Linked DNA regions of Sus scrofa: region 2 is linked to region 1. Evidence: chromatin contacts called from public HiChIP or PLAC-seq data. All regions are on one chromosome and are shown on one strand. Each heading gives the region's core, a stretch centred on a gene start, on an enhancer-like site or on the middle of the called end of the contact. The rest is flanking DNA. Distances are from core to core; before and after follow the strand shown. Region 1 overlaps CCDC88C (protein Daple). Region 2 holds the start of CCDC88C (protein Daple).

What was found. HiChIP or PLAC-seq counts read pairs in DNA pulled down with a chosen protein or histone mark.
Region 2: an H3K27ac HiChIP or PLAC-seq map of skeletal muscle shows a contact between it and region 1. The contact joins the promoter of CCDC88C here to the enhancer-like site in region 1. A contact is called at or near these places in 7 of 47 Hi-C or Micro-C datasets (alveolar macrophages, embryonic fibroblasts, omental adipose tissue and 2 more) and 1 of 2 datasets of contacts at active chromatin or transcription factors (skeletal muscle).

The regions. Positions count from the first base shown.
Region 1 is chr7:112,962,107-112,966,304 of Sscrofa11.1, forward strand. CCDC88C (protein Daple) reads right to left here. Exons shown (of 31, transcript XM_021100083.1): 13 at 3,440-3,584; 14 at 220-404. Among named protein-coding and RNA genes, the nearest start is that of GPR68, 60 kb to the left of the region's middle. Within about 2 kb of position 2,810, at least 35 of the 83 cell types and tissues checked have an H3K27ac peak or open chromatin away from gene starts, as enhancers often do. A contact at or near this core is called in alveolar macrophages, omental adipose tissue, retroperitoneal adipose tissue and 1 more, where this site is marked.
Region 2 is chr7:113,028,674-113,032,594 of Sscrofa11.1, forward strand. CCDC88C (protein Daple) reads right to left here and starts at 1,769. Exons shown (of 31, transcript XM_021100083.1): 1 at 1,727-1,769. The coding sequence starts at 1,769.

The DNA of each region.
Region 1 (4,198 bases), core at 1,560-4,059:
CGGGGACACGCCCTCAGGGCGGTGCAGGCACAGGCCAGGCACCTGAGGACTCCTCTCAATGACCTGCTCCTGCTGCTCTACCGTAACCGGCTCAGGCTCTGCTTTTCTCCCAGCTGTGCGTCCTCACGGACACCTGACGGCCTCGCCTGGCCACCCACGAGCCGCCATATGGCCAACGGGGCTGGGAGAGGGGTGTCCACCCGCCCCGGCCATGGTCACCTTCTTGCTGAGCTGCTGGTTCTCCTTCTCCAGCTCCCCGCACTTGAGGCTGCTCTCCTCCAGCGCCAGGGAGGTGTCCCGCAGCCCCTGGACGGTGCTCTGCAGGCTCTGGTTCTCCTTCTCCAGCTTCAGGATGCGGCTGGAGGCGCACTCGTTCAGCTCAAACACAAAGGACTTCCTGGAGGCTGAAACACAGAGCCGAGTCAGGCCGGGGCTCCCGGCCCCTCCACTTCCACCATCTGCCTCCAACTCTGAGATGGGGCCGTCAGGTCCCCACGGCCTGGGTCGGGCACCCATGGGTCACCTGGGGGCCCCTCCGCTTCACGTGGTGCTGTCAGTGCCCCAGGGTTCCTCAGGCACTTAGGGTCCCTCCACTGGCTCAGCTGGGGCTGTTTGAGCTTAAGAGGAAAGCAAATTACAATAAAGAAGCCAAAGCAGATGTTAAAGACTGTTCACTGCTGGAACCCAGCTTTGACCAGGCAGCTAACCCGACCCTACAACTCAAGGATCTCAGAGGCTAAGAGGGATGGTCAACAGGGCGACAGTTTCTGTGCCCAGCTCTGAGAGTAGTGGGAGTCTGGGCAGCTCAGCAGGAGGAATACGATAATCGGCTAGTTATGTCTGCCACAGGTGGCAGAAGCCTCCATGGATACGTATGCCCAGTACTCGCCATCCCTGGAAAAGGTCCTGTGGATAGAGATTTCATTTTGTAATTTCACAATTGTGTTGGGAAAAAAAAAGAGACAATATATGTAAATTGCTTTAAAAATTCTAAGTGAGAAGAAAATATAAGCTAAAGATAGAAATAAAGGCAGATTATCCACTCGGCTTTCCAACAGCTCAAATGCAAATGGCGAAGGAGGCACAGACCTGAGAGTCGGGAATGGGGAGTGTTAGCCCCTTCATGCCACCAGCAGGTGTGTGACCTCAGGTAAGTCATGGGGCCTTTGGGGGAGGGAAAAGGAACACATGTGAAAGCCTCAAAAGAAGGGGTCGGGGTTGTCGTGCCTTCTCCTGTCTCATCAGTGCCACAGACTCAGCTCTGGGAGCCCTGTCGCACGGCTCATAGGGCTGTGCCCCCACCTGCTGCTTATTCATCCCCCGGGGGCAGGGCTTTCACAGTGAGCACATCAAGCGGGAGACAGATGTGTGCATTCAGACCCTCTGGGCGATCATAAGGACTGGAAGGCATCTGCCACCCCTGAGGTCCCACCTATGCACCAAGGACAGCAGTTCAGACCCAACAAGCCTGAATGTCCCCAAGACCCCAAGCAGCAATAGGCAGCAGAGCCGTGGAGGTGGACGGAGTGTCCGTGGCCCTGACCCAGTCCCAGTGCTGACGCACAGAAACACACACGCTCTCAACACATGAAATGCTCTCAACAAATGACACAAACCTCAACTCAAACGCCCCTATTCAGAGCCTGTGATCATTCGGATGGTACCTTGGCAGCATTCATGGAAAAAAGAACATGTTTTTAATTGGGGTGAAATACACGTAACGTAAAATTCACCAAGTGTACAGTTCTGTGGCATGAGCTACATTCCCACTTGTGCAGCCATCAGCACTATCCACCTCCAGACTTCATCACCCCGAACTGAAACTCTGCACTCATGGGGAATCCTGCCTAAGGCTCTACAGGTTAAACAACAGAACTGACCACAGGCTTCCCTTCCTCGTCCATAAAAGCCAGTGTCTCAAAGACTCTCACGATGACGTAACAATTCACTTCGGAGCGCTACGCTGTTAGTACCTCAAGCAACCAGGGTAATGGGACAGATTTTAATACGACAGTGGCAATAAGAACAGCTGCTCTTTATCGGTGCCCTCGGGCCAGGCACGGAATCATGCTTCATTGTCTCCCCTGTGGGCAGCTTCATCATCCCCATCTTGCAGGTAAGGAGACTGAGGTCTAAGAGAGGTCACCCAGCTAACACGTGGAGGAGCCAGGACTTAAGCCGGGTCTTCCTGACTCAAGAAGCCACCACACCACACACGCAAAAGTGCATTCAAGCTCTGCCTGCATCATGCCTTCATTCAAACCAGCGTTCCTTAGCTCCCAGATAAGCACCAGGAGTTGGAACCCAAGAATAAATGTTGCTTTTTGACCTGAAAGGGCCCACACTACTGGGTAGTCTGAAGGGGCGAGGCTTTCAGAGCCCATAGGCCATCCGGGTCTCTAACAGAAACACTCTCATTTGGCCCAAGACTGTCCCAGGCAGGCTGCACTACCTCTCTGTTCCACCAGGGGGCAGCAGTCCTTCCCGGTGGATGTGCACTCCTCCCAGGACAGGGAACCAGGGTGATCCAGGTCCCAGCACAGTGCACAGGCCCCAGAGCCCAGATACAGCCAACTTCCCTCACAGGTTAGTAGTTTAATGAACTGATTTTAGGTTTGGAACCGATGGGACCCCTCGAAGAGAAGACATCCCCAGCTGCTTTCAACAACCTTTCCATTATTCTTGAGGACAGTTATTGGAATTAAAAAAGCAACCCCCAAACCACCCAAAGGCCCTACCCCGCTCCATACACCGCTAAGTAAACAACTCGCACTACCAGCGGCACGTGTGCTATTTTTGAACACAGGAACTGGCCATTGTTTGCCGAGAGCGCTGACGCTTCCTGCCGCTGTGCTTTCTGCTGCCCCACCCACGTCTCCCTGGCCGGCTGGCACCTCGCCTGCCTGTGCGGGGCCAGCGGTGCAAGTGCAGGAGGGCGAGGGAGAGGCGTGGGGCCTGTGGGAAGCAGCCGCGAAGCAGCCCCACCCAGGGAGACAGGGAACAGACTGCCTCCCTCTTGCACAATTATGCAGATGAATGGAGGCAAGCAGGCCCCCAGCACATTTAGAGCGGAGATCAGTGACCCCTGGGGACGTTTCCTGCCATCCAGAGCTTTTAACTATCCCTAGATCGGCCCACGATGTCCTCCGGGTGTCAGCGTGCTGTAACCTGGAAGCTCCTGGGACTGTCCATCTGGGAACCGGGAAACCGGGCAACATTTAATCTGTGCTTCACATCCTGACACCGAGGCTGCCAGACCCCTCATCTTCTCCTTGGGGAGGACGGCAATGAAACGGTTCCAAATGGCACTTGAAGGAAATCCTATTTCCTGGGGGTGAATGGATGGCCTGACACGGAAGATTTAGCGCCAAGGGCTCCATTCCCTGGGTGAGGAGGCGGCCACAGCCAGACCGGCTCCCGGGCCCCAGGCGCCACCCACCGTCGGACAGGTCTGCGTTCTTGGACAGCTGCTCCAGCTCCCAGCCGAGGTGGGCCGATTCGTTCATGCTCTGCTTCTGTGCAATCTCGAGAACCATGTTTTCCTCCAGCAGCTCCTCAATCCGCTTCTTGTCCGCGTCCCGGTCCTAGCGCAAGAAGAGGGAAGGCATGAGGACGTGGCCAGGTGACTCCCCAGGACTGGCTTTGGCCCCCTGGGCATCCACCCCCATCCTCTGAGAATGAGAGGCCTCCAGGCACCTGCCCGTTTCCTGCACGGAAAGGGCCCAGCTGTGAGGTTACAGCCCCTGAAAGGTACCCTGACTGGCCACCTGGGTGACAAGGAGAGACCTAAGGTCTAACTGATGGCAGTCAGAACACAGCGACTTACAGCCCAGGGCGTTAAAGCTAAGTACCACGGTGACGGGCGGCTTCGTGGCTCTAGGTCAGGCCTGATGGGCTGTGAGAAGCCTGTAAAGTAACTCATGAATCGCAGCTCAACCCACGCCATAAGCACAGTGGGGACCCTTCTTGTAAATGACACACATGTACGCTCATCCTTACAGAAAAGCAACAGCACAGTGGTCACCTCCTGTCTGGGGGTGCTAAGTGGTGCCCAGCCCAGTCCGCTGAGCCTCGAGAGCTACTCTCTACAGTCAGTGAGTTATTGTGTCGGCAGTGGCTCCAAACCCAGGGACTGAAACATCGGAGGAGGGCCCAGCATAAACCTGAAACTGCCCCAATCTCTGCAGACAGGTCTGTG
Region 2 (3,921 bases), core at 519-3,018, 66 kb after region 1:
TCTCTCTCTCTCCATCTCAGATCCGAAAGATTGTACACATACACACACCCACCCACACACACTTCTCTCTTTCCGTCCCTGGCCCAATTCTAGCTTCGCTAATTACATCATTCCCACCTTTGGCCCCTCCCACCCCTGCCATCAGCCCCGACTCTCTGCCTCCCGCTGCTTGGGGTGCAGGGTGAGGACTGAGCCAGCTGCTCCCTCTGTCCCACCCACGCCCAGCCCCGGAAGGGCTGGTTTCAGAAGGTGCCTGAAGCAATCCAGCCTCTTCCTCTGGGGCCCTGCCTGGAGCGGAAATCTGGTTAACACAGGGGACCACCGCAAGCAGGAGACCCTGGGGAAGCAGCACTCCCAGCCCAGCCCCCAGACAAGCCCTGCTGCCCCTGCAGGTCCTGAAGGGAACACTGGGTCTGCCCACGGCAAGCCATCTCCCTAGAGGACTGCAGAAGGCTTTATTTTCTCAAGTTCGCCCAAGCAGCTGATGACCAAGAGAGCTTGCAGCTCTCTGGCGCTGCCATATCTTACTCCATGAGCCTTGCTTTCCTAATCTGTAAAATGGGGGTGGCAGTTTCTTCCTCACAGTGACAGGGCTGAAAGGTCCGAGCGCAGTGCCTGGCTTACAGCGGGCACCCAGCTACCCTCTCCCAGCCTCCTGACTGGGGCACAGAGCAGAGTCTCAAGGTTCCTGCCTGCTCGTCAATACGCCTCCATAGCACTGCTTCTAAAAACAAAAAAGAGACAAAAAAGAAATCAAGTCCAGCTGGCACCTGGTCCCAGGTCTCTAAAAACAAAACCTGCCTCTGGAAAGGTGGGGGACTGTGTGGCCCCTGACCGCGGTCCTCAGCCTTGTCGGCTCCATCCCAGATTTCAAGAGCACAGGGAGGGTCACAGGTCAGGAGGAAATGCCTTCTGCTTAGTGTGGAGAAAGGGAATTCTGGTAGCTGTGAAAGCTGCCACCCACCCCCTGCCCCCGCAGCCTCGCCTCTGGTCCTTGTCAGGCTGACCCAGAGCCACTGCCACTCACCTCATGGGGCCCTACCCTGAAGCCTGGGGGGGCAGTACCCAGCTGCAAAGCTCAGCCTTACCCGGGCCCGGGAAAGACCTTATCCTCCCTGAGATGTCTGCTCCAGGTGGGGCACCAAGCAAGCTGCTGTCCACAGCCCCACACGGCCAGCACCCCACGAAACACTCAGAACTCATTCCCTCTTCCCTCTGCTCTGGCTTCGGGCCAGGTCCCCACAACCTGCCCCCACCCCCTACTCTCTCCTGACACCAATCCTTTCCCAAGTGAGTGTCTGAGTTTTTTCAAAATTTTCTTTTTAAAAATGCTGCAAAGACTCCCACATCCTTCAGCATGAAGTTCAAATTCATTAGCATGGCATCCACACTCTAGAACTTCCCCAATCTTTCCAGGCTCACCCATTACCACTGCCCACAGACACCCCAACCTCCAGCCACTCAGAGGTGACTTAGCCTTCAGGCTGCTTTATGCCTCTGTGGTTTGGCAGGTGCTATTCCTCTCCCAGGACACCCCCCCACACACAAATCACCCCATTTTCTGCCATTCTAGCTCCCTGTCCATCCTTCAGGACTCAGGTCAAGGGTCACCCCCTTCAGAAAGCTCTCCGTGAGCTCTGCCCCTTCCCCGGCTGGGGAACTCCCTTCCATGTCCTGGACCTCCACGTCCTGGGCACATATACAGGTGTTCTAGTGGCTGGTTCACCTGGGCCCTCTTCCACCTTACAAGACACGAGCATCTCAGGCATCGAGAATGGCCTTAAGAATAAGGAGGAGGAACAGAGGAAGAAAAACTGGGTGACCCCCACCTCTCTGGGCCACCAGAGCTTTCTTGTCCCACATTCATCACGCTACACTAGAGAAAAAGGGGGACAGGAAAGCGAGAGGATGGAAAGAAGAAAGGAGGGGTCCACACAGACCACTGCCCTCCTCAGCCTCTCTTCCCAACAGTCTGGAAGGCTCTCTCTTGAACTTCAGACTGAAAGCAAACATTCCCAGGGAAGTCAGTTATCTTCTGGGTCAAGTCCACGGCAGACAAAGGCTCCCACTGCTGGTATGGGGGAAAGGTACGGGGCTTTTCTGTAAGCCTCCTGGCCCAGGGGCTGGACTGCCTGGCCGCGCCGCTGCATCCCGTCACCACACCACAATCCTCCTGGAGAGGGCAAACCAATCCAGTGATCCTCCAACTCAAGGAAGTTCACCCAGATGTACAGTAAAAATAACCTGAGACCTTCATCCACGTGGCAGAGACACAGAAGTCAGGAGCGAGGGAGGACACGGCACTGGTAACAGGAACCATCACAGTGGGTGAAGGGCACGAACGGGCACTTCAGCACAGAAAAACAAAAGGCCTGCAAAGGAGGCGATTTTGGCCCTGAGTAGCCAAAGCCCTCAAAACATTCACGCCCCCGGACCCAGGAATTCCATGCTAGGAATTGACCCTAAGGACATAAAAACAGTTGAAAGATTTATGGGCCAAGCATGCTCATGGCGGTATCGTTTATAATTCTAAGACAGAAGTAACTCAGTATCGATGACTGTGGCATAGCCACATAATGAAGTGTCATGCAGACACTAAAATTCCTATTATGACAGAATGTGTAATGATGAGAAAATGCTCACTACATGGGAAAAGAAAGATTGCATATAATCCACACCCTGAAACACACACAGACACAAGACACAAAGTCAGAAAGCATAAATACCAAAATGTGAGCAAGGGTGCAGGCCCAGGTGGTGAGACAGCGGGCAGATGTCACTTTCTGTTTCCCCATCCGCAATCAGAAAATACCTTTATAATCACAATATGACTTTTAATTTCCTCCAAACACAGACGCTACATCACGCATACCCATCTCACACACTTCCTCTTTATTAACCCTTAAAGTCTAGAGTGGAGAAAGTAATTTCTCCCCTACAAATTCGATGTATTATTCATAAAGCAAATTCCACTGGTGCCCATAGACAGGGCCTGAGCAGACTTTAAACTCCCCTGCACACTGTCGCTATCCATCAAAGTAATCACCTCCTCCCCCGCCCCAACAAGGAGACATCACTTTACCTAAAAACCCTCCAGACCACACGAACGAGGCAGAGTTTACTCGGTTCCCAACAACCATGTCAGATACACGTTTCCTTCTACTCTTACTTCTGACAAAAGGTTTCCATTTTTTCAAGTCGAAGTGTGCACATTTCCAAAGACAGCTAATTTTCAGCAGTCAGCCCGTGCTTATCTAATACAACTGCCACGGCAAGCGGACAGGTCCCCAATGCAAGGCTGAGCAGGTAGGAGGTACAGGCAGTTATTTGGAGGTTTGATCTGAGGGTTATCAGGCAAAAGAATACACACACACACACAGCAAGAGTCTAACAATGTGAACTGGATACACACACAAGTTCCTCCAGGGAGGGAGCAGGGATAACCAGATGCACTCAAGGCACACAGGGGGCTTTCATCAGAAAAAAAAAAAATTCTTGAAAAAAAGGTCTGAAGCAAATACGAAAAATATTCACATATGTCCATATTTATTTATTTATTTATTTATTGTCTTTTTTGCTATTTCTTGGGCCACTCCCGCGGCATATGGAGGTTCCCAGGCTAGGGGTCCAATCGGAGCTGTAGCCATTGGCCTACACCAGAGCCACAGCAACGCAGGATCCGAGCCGCGTCTGCAACCTACACCACAGCTCACGGCAACGCCGGATCATTAACCCACTGAGCAAGGGCAGGGACCGAACCCGCAACCTCATGGTTCCTAGTCGGATTCGTTAACCACTGCGCCACGACGGGAACTCCCATATTTATTTTGAACAGATACACAGGTGTTCACTATAACCATTTACCGTTTTATTTTCAATTTTTCAAAGCAATGAAGGAAACACACACGCAAGAACCCTAGC